Regions from separate parts of the Danio rerio genome. Here region 2 is linked to region 1. Evidence: chromatin contacts called from public Micro-C data. All regions are on one chromosome and are shown on one strand. Each heading gives the region's core, a stretch centred on a gene start, on an enhancer-like site or on the middle of the called end of the contact. The rest is flanking DNA. Distances are from core to core; before and after follow the strand shown.

What was found. Hi-C and Micro-C count contacts between places; a contact is called where the count stands out from the background.
Region 2: a Micro-C map of caudal fin shows a contact between it and region 1, with 4 times the contacts expected there. The contact joins the promoter of foxc1b here to the promoter of zbtb2b in region 1. A contact is called at or near these places in 2 of 18 Hi-C or Micro-C datasets (caudal fin and hematopoietic stem cells).

What each region holds. Positions count from the first base shown.
Region 1 is chr20:29,107,203-29,111,731 of GRCz12tu, reverse strand. It overlaps zbtb2b (zinc finger and BTB domain containing 2b), which reads right to left and starts at 2,496. Exons shown (of 3, transcript NM_213415.2): 1 at 2,398-2,496.
Region 2 is chr20:29,416,878-29,421,210 of GRCz12tu, reverse strand. It overlaps foxc1b (forkhead box C1b), which reads right to left and starts at 2,830. Exons shown (of 1, transcript NM_131729.2): 1 at 880-2,830. The coding sequence starts at 2,554. The coding sequence ends at 1,253. The region is part of intron 2 of LOC137488655 (a long non-coding RNA gene); the gene reads left to right.

The DNA.
Region 1 (4,529 bases), core at 1,247-3,746:
GTTTACTGTAAAATATAATATCCTTGTGTTCAATAGGAAAAAAGTTGATGTTTTTACTTACCCAGACGAGCATATTTGAGAGCAGTAGTCACAATACCGTCATACTGTGAAACCGTGATATTTTTATACAAGGTGTTTATTCCATCAGAGTCTGATACCGGCCCATGCCTAATTAGCAGCTATCGACTATCAAAGTACAACAATGCACGCAGTCAAATAAATAGTGCTCATGCTGTTTTGAAGTCATACTTGCATCTGATTTCAGACCGAATATTTACTTTTTTTTCTTTTTTTTTTATTATGCAAGAAGAACATTAAAAAGATACAATATGAACAAAAAGACAAAGAGGGTTACATAAATAAAATTCCAGCAAATTAAACAAGTTTAAATTATTTACACCAAGAAAGCGTTTTACATGCAATGTAATTGTTAGAGTCTTTTAAACAGTTTACATAAATTTCAAAGTCCTTTCTAAAAAATAAAAAATAAGGGAGTTTTTTTTGAAAATGTACATTAATGGATATAAAATTTAGCTAAAAAAAGCAATAAATTAATAATATATTTAAAATGAGAAGGATCAACACTCAGAGAGTAACCAAAGAATACAATTTTTGGGGAAATACAGAAGTTTGGAAATAAGAATTTTTTAATGAAATTGGAAAAGTCAACCCAAAACACTTTACAGTAAGTACAATCCAAAAATAAATGGTTTAGTGTTTCATCGTTTTGAGTACAAAATGAGCATTTAGGGAAAATATTGTTACTGAATTTAGCTAGTTTGGTATTTATTGGGTAGCAATTATGAATGATTTTGATCGAGACTTCAACAGCTTTATTAGATACAAATATTTTTTTCTGAAGAAGCCAAAACTGTTCCCAATCTATGCCATCAAATATATTATTCCAAAAACCTATGCAAGCAGGTAAAGAGATCCGAGAACTATTAATAACTAAGCAAATATCTTTGTTAGACATAGAACTGAGAAGAGTTTGGTCAACAAAAAGATTTGTGTTGTCAAAAATAAAAGAATCTAAAGAACCTTTAGGGCCAAATATGACGTGAATATTCAAATTACCATGGTAAACAACATAGTAGCCTGTCACAAGTTGTCAGAAAAGGAATGTGCAAATATAAAACAAACTTTACCTCAATAAAAAGTTGTAATGCTTTAAACAAACCAAATTAGTGGCATCAAATACTGAAACTAAACCAGATACTTAAGTGTTTTATGAAAGCTACTGAACCACATACCATTCATAATCAAACTATTTTTGCCCTAGAAAGTGAATAGTCAGAGAAGGAAGTTATGAATTCAGTATATGAATTTAAATAAAAAGCATTGTGTCTCACTAGTATGACTATTATTTATTAGCAAAGTGTATATGCTTAATTGGGTGGTCAAGGACTAAAGAGTCATTTTGTCATGATGCTTTTCACTCTTTGGTGGGGGTTCCTCAGCAGAATAATGGTAACAAGCCTTATCCAGGAATTTTGCTGTTGAACTTTTTTTTTTTTTTTTTTTGCTGTGACTAAGTTATCTATGTCTACCTCTCGATGTTATTCTTAAAAAGCAATACTACATAACAAATATATAATTCTATACTATAAATGGATGAATTTATAATGAGTGCACTGATGAGCTCTGCTGCTTTGTATCATGTGATGTCAACATGGCAGTACCCATGAGGAAGTAGCATCTTTCAAATAGATCATTGTAGATAAATGATATTCCAGGTAAGTGAACATAATTTCAGCTATTTCACGGAAGTATGTTCACTTTTTATCCGTGTTAAGTTTTTTTTCCATAAACAAATCTCACTGGGTGGACATTTAATTGCATACGAGCCACTCAGCATCCATAGAGTGTGTAAAAAGTGCAAACAGTGAGCTTTTTGTATATCAAAGGACATTTATTACCCGTTTACAGGTGTTGTGTCGAGGCTTTTCAATCCCTCATACACAGATTATCACACGTCTAACTTCAGCTCGCTCTCATTGTGGGTTTGTAAACTCGCTCCGCCCACCACGGAGACACGTGGAACGGACAGATCTCCCGCAGAGACCGACCACTTCCGCAATCTGTTTTTCTTCGCAAATAGAAAATAAACCGTCAAAAACTGAAACGCGATGACTGATAAGATCACGCGCAGACGCTCGCTGCTCGACCAGCACCCGATCCAGCGACCGTACCGCGAATAAAGCCGAAAATTCACAACAACAACAAGGCAGAACGGAGCAGAGCGAGCATCAGAGGCGAGAAGCGAAAATAAACGGTGCTTCGTGAAACGGACACACACGCACTGGGGGAAGGGGTGGTCACCGAAGAAATAAACGAAACTAAATAAATCAACAAACAACGCACAAATTAAAGGTTGATAAGTGTAAACACACGTACCTTTCCTCCGCTCGGGCGTGTGGAGTTCGGCGAGTTGCTGTCTGTTACCGGAGGACTTGTCCGTTGGGCTCGCAGCTGCTCTGTTCCTCTCAAACGCAGCATTGGCGGCGATGGTCGTCGGTGTTTTCCGGTCGGGTTACGTTACAATCACATGACTGTCTAAAAGGGCTTAAAAACAGCGGTTGTAAAACCCACTTCCCTGGGATGCCAAAACAAACGGTCTTTGGCGCTGAGAGCCGCCAAACAGTGCGCTGGTGAACGTTACGGGTGTCGTTCGTACTCATGTGTTCACGGTGCGGCGGAGATGAATGTTGAGCATTCGTTCAGGGCGCCGATCGTTGGTGAACGTTACACATAAACGGATTTTCGTGGAGTTGGATAGCCGTAGGTCACGCTACCCACCCCCACATGAAGATAACGTATCGAGACAGATACACGCAGCAGGGCGATTTGCATTTCAGTTGACAGACAGACTGTGCACTTTTGGAGCCAAAAGCAACGAGCGCACGAGAAATACACGTAGTGTTTGAAGGCGCGCGAGGATTTCACGCCTACCGGTTGCAATGTACTTAATGAGGATTATTACATACTCATAATCGGCATTAAACAAGCTTTCAGCTAAACATTTATACTCGTTTCATTTCACTGAAAAAGACAATATTATATTATTACAAAAATAAATATATTGACCAAAGATTATAAGAGTAGCCTTATATTTTTTTAAATATGGATTTATTTTATTTAAACTAATCTATTTGTTCAAATAGTTTATGTATTATCTACAGTTATTATTTTTCATACATTTTAAATTATGAAAAATAAGGATTGTTAATAACACTATTATTACACCAATTTGTTTAGTTTTAAAGGAATCACCCAAAACTGAAAATACACTTACTATTTACTCTCCCTCAGGTAATTTCAAAGTTTCTTCTGTTGAATCCAAAAAAGATATTTCGAAGAAAGCTGAAAACCTGTAACAATTTATTTCCATAGTAGGGAAAACAATATCTTTAGTGATCAACAGAAGAAAGTCAAACAGGTTTGGGTGAGTGAATAATCACAGAATTTTCAGTTTTGAGTGAACCATCTCAATAAGGGTGATGATTAAATGTTTTTTCGGACACAGAAAGACTATCTTTGATCCATGTTTTCACCATCCACTTACTATATTTTACCCCAAATCAGAAAGGTTACCACTAGGACATTCTGAACCAGGAGTGGGTTCTTTCATTAGCCGCACTTCAGCAATAATAATAGTGCTATAAGAGGAAATATTTTTCAGTTCAGTTCTTTTTTCTTACATGAAGTGTTAAGTTTAGCTCAAATTTTAAAACTGCAAGTAGAGACATTAAACATTTTCCCTTTCACTTCACTTGTGTCCAGTAACAGGATGTGAGCTGCTAGAGGCCTGCTAAAGATGTCAGGAAATTAACAACAAGGGAAATACCGTGAATAAACTCAAACAAGAATTGAGAAAAATATTAGGAAATTTTTAAAGAGTACTTCAGCCTGCATGGACATTTAAGATTGCTAAATGAGGATGACTATTTCAGGCCGTGGGTTTGTGAAAAAAAGAGGAAAGGGAAGTTGGGGGGTGGTGGAAAACAAGCTGCTGTTCAGGCCATGTGGTCTACTGGGGCGATGAAGACATCTGGGACTGTGTTTTCTGTTTCCAATGTTTGAAAATCACATTATCATCCTTAAATATGATTTAGTTTGAATTGCTGCTGTTTGTAGACAAGAGTAATGAAATTTAGTTGGTTTAGCTAATATAGTAGCCTATCTGCATTTTGTTATTGAAAGTTACATGTAGATTAGATATATTAAACAAACCTGAGTTATCTTTTAAATCATTGAAAGTAAATCAGTAACAATCACTTAGATATTTAATCCTTAAATGTTACAGGGCAGTTGTATGAATTTATTATCAGAGGGTTAGTGTGCTACTATTATTACAGTAAATGTACAAGCATATATAAGGACTATCAAACACACAAACTAAAAATGTGGGGAAATGGTTCAAAATGTTTTTCTCATCAACATTAGTTTGTTATTCTGTGTGTATGGACTTACACACACAATATCAGAGGATAAAATGGTTCAATATGTTTAAATTATTGACATGATAG
Region 2 (4,333 bases), core at 1,581-4,080, 310 kb before region 1:
CAGCAAATAACCGTATCCAAACATGCTTTGTTTGGATATCCTGGCTGAATTAATCATTTGATTTTTCAAGTCCTTATTTTACATGGCTGGCTCAACGTGTCTGGCCTGCAGCAGTTCTTTCATCTGCTGTTTATCTGTGTTTTAATCTATTATGTGTTTACAAATGAAAACTTCTACCAAAGACAATGGTTGTCTACATTCCACAAGATTGCAAAAGTGGAGTCCACTCCAGTGTGCCAGCAGTTGTAACAGCTGAAAAACAGCAAATACGCTCAACTAAAGCACTAAAAATGTCGCAATAATATTACACATTTTATTAAAACTACAAGCACATTTATACATCACGAATGTCTTATTGTTTTGAAAGTGTTAGACGACAAATTGCAGGAACATAGGCCTATCAATTTGTAGCTACAAATTACGCCAATTAGGCTACTCTTGAGCTTAGACGATAAAAATGATGGAAATTGAAACAAAAAAGTGCTCTATTATTTTTTTAGCTGGACTCTTTAATTTTTGAAAGGTATTGTAAAATAGCTACATTATTTTTACATATTTCGGTCTTTAAACAAATGCAGTGTGTACTAATAATGTAAGCATTCTATGCACGCGTAAGTGAAAAAATAATTTCCAGATGTTTTCAAACCTTTGACCCCCACCCCACCCCCTGTCCAAAGAATGTCTTATTGAGAGCTGGATATTATTATTAGGAAAATACAAAAACTGACAAACATTTGCTAACTAGGCCTAAGTTTAAACACCGTTTAAAAATATCCCGTGCTTTTTGTGGCCGCTAATCAATAACAAGCCTTGGCATGATTCAAATAAATAATGGATTCAACAGGCATTACAAATCGATAAATCACTCGAGAGTTTAACTTCAACAAAGCGACAATTTATTAAACAAATAGTAACTTTAGATATTTTCAAAAAGTATAAGAAAAACTGTAACTCAGTTGTACACTCGTTACCTTTCTATACTGAATTGATTATAAATACTTAAGACATATCTTTCCAAAGTTGGTCCATCTGCTCTTGCATGAAATAAATTAACACATTTTCTTTTCATCTAGGCTACACCTTGATGGACGAGCAGGGAGAGAATGTTTATGTGCAGCGGAATTAACCTACTTACCAACACAAACTCGCACATCAGCCCAAGTTCACGGACTGAACTTAAATTACAAACACTTGGAAAATAATACGAATATATATATATATTAAACAATTTAGAAAATCATAAAACTTTGGGTCAGAACTTGCTGCAGTCGTATACAAAGGCTCCGGAAGCCCGATAGAGTGGCTGACTGGACGGGAAAGCCATTTGACAGCTATTGCTTCCGGTCACCGGAGAGCTGTTCAGAGCAATCCGCTGCGTCTCGAACATCTCGCGCACCGCGTGAAAGTTCTGCTGCTGGCCGGGATAGCTCGCGCTCAGGTGTCCCAGCTCTCCGGACTGATTGAGGTACCAGGGTGCGAGTCGGTTCTGCTGCAAGTGCTGGCTCTCCTGGCTCGAGCTTTGGTGGGGGTGCGAGATAGAGGAGGCGTTTGTTGTGTTTGTGTATTCCGGTAAAGTGTCGTCCCCGTGGCCGCGGTCCCCTGTGTACAGGCTCGTCGCTTGCATGTTGCAGTGATAGGTGGCCGGCTGGCCGCATGGAGGACTGTAATGGGCGGGCTGAGGGGTTGGCGAGTAGGTCAGAGAGACCGAGCCCGGCAGAGCTGCGCGAGAGGCAGGCAGCTCTGCCGCATGCTGCGGGGACCCTCGAAGTCCTGTCATGATTGTATCCATGCTGAAGGCCTGCTGCGGTGTCTGCGACTGCGGACTCCCGCTACACGCACTCCCACCGCTCCTGTCTGGGCTCTCCGTTTTAGGCACGGTGCTGAGGGGTGGAGTGCTGTCATGCGGGGGCGTGCAGGCCCCGTTCTCCGTCTTTATATCCCGGAGCTTCACTGGCTGCTGGGCGTCTTGCTCGCACGCCTGTCCCGGGTTGTCCTTGCCCTGCCGGTCCCGGTCCTCCTTCTCCCTCAGTACGTCCTTCTTCTTGAAGCGGCGCCTTCGTCGCAAGAAGCTGCCGTTTTCAAACATGTTATAGGAGTCCGGGTCTAAAGTCCAGTAGCTACCTTTACCTGGCTTCTTATCATCTCTTGGCACCTTCACAAAGCACTCGTTAAGTGACAGATTATGCCTTATGCTGTTCTGCCAGCCTTGCTTATTGTCCCGGTAAAATGGAAAGCGCTCCATGATGAACTGGTAGATCCCATTCAGTGTAATCTTCTTGTCGGATGAGTTCTGGATGGCCATGGTGATGAGCGCGATGTAGCTATACGGAGGTTTCACCATGTCCTTGGGCTGCTGTGCAGGGGCATACGGCCCATATGCGCGAGCCATGCCGCCTGGGTACTGCTCGTGCGTGGCGTGAGAGTACATGCTCATCGGCGCAGGCATACCGGTATATCCACCACCGGTCGCGGTCCGGTAAAAGCCTTGGTCTCCGGGGATATAAGGCACAACGCCTAAAGGGCTTTGGCTAGACACGGGGTAGCGCGCCTGCATCGTACCCCTTTCTTCGGTACAGAAAAAAGTGAAATGAAGACTATGCAGACGCTTTAATTCAATTTGAGAAGAAAAAAAATCAAAGCATTCCAAAGTTCGTCTCTTCCTCCCTTTGCTTCAGTATCTTGTCTCAAAACGGTCATCCAACGTTTCTTTTCAAACGGATTTCAGTTCTTCGCTGTGCAGGCGATTGAGGAGCAAATGTCTTGTGTGGAGAAGTCAGTGAAAAGGGAAAACCTGTGAACTTCCCGCATCCGTCACTTCACAGGGACTTTTTCACCGAATTACCAATTCTGCCTTTTGGCTGCGCTTAGTGCTCCTCCCTGAACTCCTCTCGCGACCAATAAGAGTTCGAGAGCTGTTTGTGGAAAGACTGTACCCGAAGACCTTTTTCCCTGCGGGCATAGTCTACCCTTAAGGATAAGTGAGACGCAAACACGAAAAAGTAGAAATAATAACAGAAAACGAGAAAATGTATCATCAAGATATAGCACGTTAAATAAATCGCTAAAACTCGCTGTCATGAAAATTTATTTTAAAATGGTAATTTGGGAAAAAAACGCACATGGACAATAATAAATGCACGAGGTACAACCGATTTATAATACATTTAAATATGCCTTAACAGAGTTGCAGTCTGTCAGGCGAGCAGGAGTAGCTGCTTGTTTTCATTCAGGTGTCAGGATTTATTTCAATCTTTTGGCACTATGCATTGCGGGTGAAGCAAGCGGTGTTTGTTTTTCTAGAAACAAATGTGCTGCCTGGAAGAGAAGTAACATCTCCCTAGAACAAATGTGTAAATTAAACAAGGTGTTGTTTTTTGGTGCTTTAAAAAACAATTAATTCATTCATTCATTCATTTAAAAACACCCTAATTGTGCTGTGCTTGTAATTCAGTGCTACTTTAAATTAAACCGCTAGATAATACAGCGTTAGGTTTCCGCAGATAATTCGAACCGCTTGTGACATTTGACAAAATGAAGAGCATAGATCTAAGTGTCGTTTTAATAGTATTAATGAAAGAGTGAACGGTCAATTAAATAAACTGTTATTGTTAATATTATTGTACGTTTATGTGCTTTTGGGTTGCACATTAAAAAAAAAGAAATTATTTGTGCTCTTTTACGTTATAAAAAACATGAGACGAAAAACAAACCAATGTAAGGTAAGCAGCTTAATAAAAATTTTATTGCCGTTGTTTGCCCAAAAAGAGAAAATTGCCGAATCAATAGCTTATATGGGTTAATCAACTGATTTAATAAACGCTATAAAACAATCATATTCAACAGCTGTGTAATAATAATATATAGAAAGACAAAACTGAAATATAAAGATAATCACTTAATGAATCACTGAAGTTTACCTTTTAAAAATATTTATTTATTTACTCTTTCAGTTTGTATGCTTGTAGTCTTTTGATGGAATGAAATAATTATATAAATTTAATATTCTGTGAAATATATTATTATAGTATTTTTTTTTATATAGCAAATAATACAAAAAAGGGAAATGCCACAAAGCATCACACACTTAACCGCCTAAACAACTGCATCACTCGGGTGTTTTATATGCTTCTAAATGTACATTTGCGTTAAAAAGATTTACAAATACAAATAATAATAATTGTAAAATAAAAATAATTAAAAAATATATAATAATAATAAAACAAATACAATAACAAAAACAAAAAAATAATTAATAAAAATAATGAATAGGCCTAATAATGAATTGAAAAGTTCAAGTTCAATTCTAAATTTGCTTAGTTTAATTCCTGCTATT